Linked DNA regions of Zea mays: region 2 is linked to region 1. The links are chromatin contacts, called in public Hi-C maps. All regions are on one chromosome and are shown on one strand. The core of a region is the stretch at or near the end of the contact, and the rest is flanking DNA. Distances in the headings are between cores, read along the strand shown. Region 1 holds the start of LOC100191634. Region 2 holds the start of LOC100278121.

Evidence for each region. Hi-C and Micro-C count contacts between places; a contact is called where the count stands out from the background.
Region 2: a contact with region 1 is called in a Hi-C map of leaf, with 10 times the contacts expected there. The contact joins the promoter of LOC100278121 here to the promoter of LOC100191634 in region 1. A contact is called at or near these places in 9 of 25 Hi-C or Micro-C datasets (bundle sheath, ear, endosperm and 3 more).

The regions. Positions count from the first base shown.
Region 1 is chr6:44,127,294-44,129,993 of Zm-B73-REFERENCE-NAM-5.0, forward strand. LOC100191634 reads right to left here and starts at 1,339. Exons shown (of 6, transcript NM_001359668.1): 1 at 1,009-1,339; 2 at 195-410; 3 at 5-110. The coding sequence starts at 1,210.
Region 2 is chr6:44,309,211-44,311,910 of Zm-B73-REFERENCE-NAM-5.0, forward strand. It overlaps LOC100278121, which reads left to right and starts at 1,336. Exons shown (of 2, transcript NM_001363950.1): 1 at 1,336-1,626. The coding sequence starts at 1,448. The coding sequence ends at 1,618.

The DNA of each region.
Region 1 (2,700 bases), core at 89-2,588:
TTACATGCCGTCGGTGATGAAGAAGAGGTCCACGACTCTTCCGTCCGGCGTCGTCGACACCTTCACTCTGTGGATTATAAGCTCCAAGTCTGATAGTATGTGCGTCACATCTGCGGATGACACGGCACAAAGGCTGTTAAACGCTTGATGAGGCATGAAATGAAGAGATAGATGGTCGTATATATAGTAGTTACCGTGCAGCAATCCTTTGCGGTCCGGTGACAAGAGCTTGAGGAGGTAGAACTGCGAGGGGCCCGGCTGGCTCATGTCCGGGTAGAACGGGATGGAGTAGGAGGAAGGGCACATCGACATGAGCCGGTTCTTGAGGCTCGCCCACCGGATTCTGATGGACGAGGAGCGGGGCACCACCCAGAACACCACGAAGCACCAGTGGCCGTCCGTAGACACGTCTGCTAAAATCACACACACACACATACACAAGAATCGAATTTTAGTCGACGACAACGAAGGGTTCCAGGTTCGCAGAATTCTTGGCTGCAAAATTACACAAGGACCAAAGGACAAGCATGTGAGTTGCAAACTGCCGGGATGTACGGCACGGGGAACATAGGTATCAGTACTGGTTAGTTTTGTAATGATTAAGGAGACGACATGAACTGTAGCAAGATTGGTGGGCGTCTTGGCAGTGCAAAAAGAAAAGGGAAACTTGAGGATTTCCGTTCTAGAAGCGGAAAGAAGAGCGGAGCGGACAGATAACGATGGGACTAGAAAGAAAAGAGATGGCGCCGGTGAGCTGTACACCCAAATCGATCGATGGGGCGAGAAATCTGGAAAGGGGGAGGGGGGTACTGGAAGAAGAAGGAAAAGAAATCTTTGATGGCGCGACTCCACTCCACAACGAACAGTCGCGATCGAACCCAGGCGAGACAAGGAATCGGGGGGGGGGGGGGGGGGGGGGGGGGGGGGATGGAGGCGCGGTTGGATTGGATTAAATCGAGTTTCATCACCGCAGCGAGATAGAATAGAAGGGCGGGCGGCGGGACGTACCGCCGCGGGTGATGCGGAGGCCGAACTCGAGGATGGTGCGGCACAGGTCGCAGCCGAGGCCGGCCTGGTCGGGGCAGTTGACGGTGATGACGGTCTCCTCGCCCTCGGCGGCGGCCAGCTGCATGACGACAGCGTCGTCCCCTCCCACGGCCGCCGCCGCCATGGCGCCGCCTGGCCGCGCAGCCAACTCCCCCACCGGCATCACCGCGGCGGCCGCCGGCGAGGTTGATTCCGGATCCTCCGCCTCTGGCTGCCTCTGCCTCTCCCTCTCTGTCGCGGGTCCGGTGCTGTCCTCTCCTCTCTTCTCCTCCTCTCAAGAGAATTATGATAATCTCGAAGAGTGTTCCGCGGCGCTTAAATACTGGATTTTGCAGTAAGGGGGTAATTCGAACACGATGGGTGGTGGTGGTGCGGGGGCGCCGGCTGAGTCAGCGCTGGGTCGGCCTCGGCCAGCCCAGCCCACGGCTGCGGCGTTGCGTGCACCGCGCGCGAGGGCCCACCTGTCATCGCCTGCCCGCGCAGCACCGTAACGGATACGGGTACTAGAGACAGCTGCGGCCACGCGGGTTTGTGGTTGCCTACATCTCCTATGAAACAAACACAAACACCTCATTTGTCCGGGGTTTTAAATTTCGGTATTATTTTTTCGGCCACTCTTACAATTATCAAACTCATGAAATCTGGCTGAATTTTTCAGTTTTTTTTTCTTCTAGAGACAGACACGAAGAACGATTTTTCAAGCAAGTAGGGATCTAAACAAAAAAAAGCGTACTTTATGGCTAAGCATCTATTGAGTACGTGAAGATACAACATAAACAATAGAAAATACCGTGTTAAATAGTATATTGCTGTCATTTCAAATTTGTAAAAGTTTAGCTCACAATAAATTTATGTAGTCTTAGGTTTTTCCATCAAGCCAACTAGTAATTGAAATATTGTAATACTCAAAAGTGTAATAAAAGTGGATAGAGATAAACTCATTAGTTTGTGGCCTCTACTATTCATTGCATGTGATCAACACTAGTTAAAAGTGGGTAATTAGAACCAAGAACACCTAAATAACCTGTGCATCATGTTGGATCTTACTTTGTGTGCATTTTGTGATGATGTAAAAATATGGTAAACAAAAATAATAATTATGTTAATACACCAATGGGAAATTAAATCCCTAAATTAAACTCTAGGGTTTGGAAAACAAGAAAAAGAGAAATGATATAAAAATATAAAAACATAGATATCCTTAAACTTATTACTGTTAACTATACAAATACAGTGTAAATGATGAGCCATCAAGTTTGAATTCAAACTTGAATTCAATTGGATTTGAAAATGGAGAAAAGAAAAAAAGAAAAGAAAAGAATAAACCAAAACCCAGCTAATCGGGCCTGGTACCCGAATTCGGCCCACCGGGGGAATATCCCGCGCGGCCCATCAATCGGGGGGGAAGTGCCGACAGCTCGACCCCACACGTCAGTCGCTATCACCGCACGCTTCCTCTGCATCTCACTGATGCGTGGGACCGCCCTGGCGGCGCTCGCTCTTCCCCCTCAACAGAAAACGCGAGTTCACCGGCGAGCCCCTCTCCCCTTTTTCCGTTGACGCCGTTGCTAGCCGGGCACCTCCACGGACCATATAACGGTTGCGCTCTCCCTTCCCTTTCCCCTAAACCTTCCTGTGTCGTTGCATACGCCG
Region 2 (2,700 bases), core at 86-2,585, 180 kb after region 1:
TCGACCTCGGAGGAGCCTCCGCCTCGCCCGACCTTGGGCTTGGGCCGATCACGTCGCAGGGGGGTACATCATTACCCTACCCCTAGCTAGCTCAGGCTACGAGGAACAAGACCGGCGTCCCATCTGGCTCGCCCCGGTAAAACAAGTAATGATGACACCCCGCGTGCTCCATGACGATGGCGGTTCTCAGCCCCCTATGGAAGCAAGGAGACATCAGCAAGGTCCCAATAGCCCCGACAGCTGTGCTTCTACAGGGTTTAAGCGCTCCTCCGACGGCCACGACATCACATGAACAGGGCACCAACACCTCTCCAACAGCCACGTCGGCATGTACATAGGACTCTGACTCCTCTCTGCCAGACACGTTAGCACACTGCTACATCCCCATTGTACATCTGGGCCCTCTCCTTATGTCTATAAAAGGAAGGTCTAGGGCCCTCGTACGAGAAGGTAGCCTCGTGGGAGGACGGGCTGACGAACAGGCTCTCTCTCTCCCTCGCGAACGCTTGTAACCCCCTACTGCAAGCGCATCCGCCCTGGGCGCAGGACAACACGAGCCGCGGTTCCCCTTATTGCTTTTCCCCCTTGTGTTCCGTCTCGCGCCGACCCATCTAGGCTGGGACACGCAGCGACAATTTACTCGTCGGTCCAGGGACCCCCCGGGGTCGAAACGCCGACAATACGGTTTGTGATGGTCGTCAAACACCAAAATCGATTATACGAAATGGTTAAGCTTATTTCTCTTTCATTTATTCAAATATAACTATTATTTATTTCTAAACATTGAGATATATGTGATCTGGTGGTTAACCCCAAAATTTTGAAACACCAATAGTATCACCGGGTGCCCACATTAGATTTTTAATAGAGTAGTATAGATTTCAGTAATTCTTATAGATGCGCAAAAAATGCATGAATAGTATAAAATTAAATGATATAATATTAGCTTATACTATAAATATTATAGTCATCATATAATAAACTATGGTTTTAATAAATTATAAAAATAAAACACAAATAGGTAGATAGGCATGTACCATCTCGTTTTATGAATATTTATAATTTTTTCCGTTGCAACGCATTTACACATTGAGCAGTGCTATACGACCCGTACGAAAACAAAACAGACACTTCTACATTCGTCGAGGAGCTCGATCCAAATGGGCCGTTATCGAAACAGAAAAAGAATGCGCTTCTGTTTCCGGCCCAACAATCCATAGGATCGAGCCTGACACTCACCATGGCCCATTCAAATCCTAACCCTAGGTGGGTGCAGTGCAGGTCGTCGCAGCGCCGCTACGAGGGGGAGGGGATCGAACTCGAAGGAGAATTTCCATTCGACCCCATCCACTTCTCACCTCAATCTCGCGAGAAGCGAAGCCGGAGGAGGAGGGTGCGAGGAGATCGCGAGCAGCCGGAGCCGGAGCCGGAGCCGGAGGCCTAGTAGATGAAGACGTTCGATCCGTGGCCGGTCTTCTTCCGCCGGGAGTGGAAGCGCAATTGGCCCTTCCTCACGGGGTTCGCCATCACCGGCTTCATCATCACTAAGATGACGGCCAACTTCACCGAGGAGGACCTCAAGAACTCCAAGTTCGTCCAGGAGCACAAGAAGCGCTGACCAACCAGGTGAACCCCCCGATCAAGTCCGCTTCTAGATCTCGGCCGCCCTGGTTGACGCTTGTGTGCGATGCCCCTGCGCTAGGGGATGGGCGCAATGTTTCGGCGATCTGTTCCGGTGATGGGTGTCACTGGCGCTAGTGTTGCCACGCGGTTCATTTTTTCCCTTTAGACTACCCTTAGCTAGCCTGTATCGATCATAGTTCATAATACCTTCCGTTGATGCCATTGCTGTTAGAATTTGCCGATTGGAGTAGCACGGATGTTTCAGATAGATTTCCATCATCGAGATTTTTGCAATTTTGGCACTCTAATTGGGCTTCAGACTATTGGCATCGCGAAGACGACAATTGCTTTGCTGGCATTATAATCACACGCCCTTTGAACATTTCGCATCTCATAGTGCTGACTGCTGATCGTCATTTGTTGTTGTGTTCTACCCATTCTGCCCCTCGTTTTCTCCGTCTTCAAGTTTCGTTCACCATGCATGGGAGCTCACCCCAGGACAGAGACAAACATAAGATAAGACCTTCTGCTCGTGCAGTGGCGGATCTAGGATTGATCCAAGAGGTGGGCTACCAGGCTACTAATATATAGCTCAAAATAAATCGATATGAATTCTAAAAATACAATAATCAATACATACCGTTCGTGAGTCGTTCGTGAGTTGATGTTGTGAGGTAAATCTATCTTCTGAGTTCTTAAGTCTTAAAAATGCTTCAAATTCTTTTCATCTTTAATATCTACAAAGATATCCCCACAAACATAAAAATTTAATTTTTCTCAAATAACCTACTAAACTAACAAACAGGGACTCTCCCTCTAGCAAATAAATAATCAAATCAAACTACCAATACTTAGCAACTAGCAAACGGTTCAAATCAAAGCAGCTAGCACATGACACAACAGTATAGCACGGTTCACTTTTCAGTTTTCAGTTTTCACATTCACAGCTCCCTCGGTCAGAGCAGCAAAAGCAAGCGGAGGCGTGGAGCTGGCTAGCTGTTGATGGGAGGCCGATGCGGTGCCGAACTGCTGGACTGTCGAAGCCACCGACGGGAGGCCGACGCAGGAGCTAGCGAG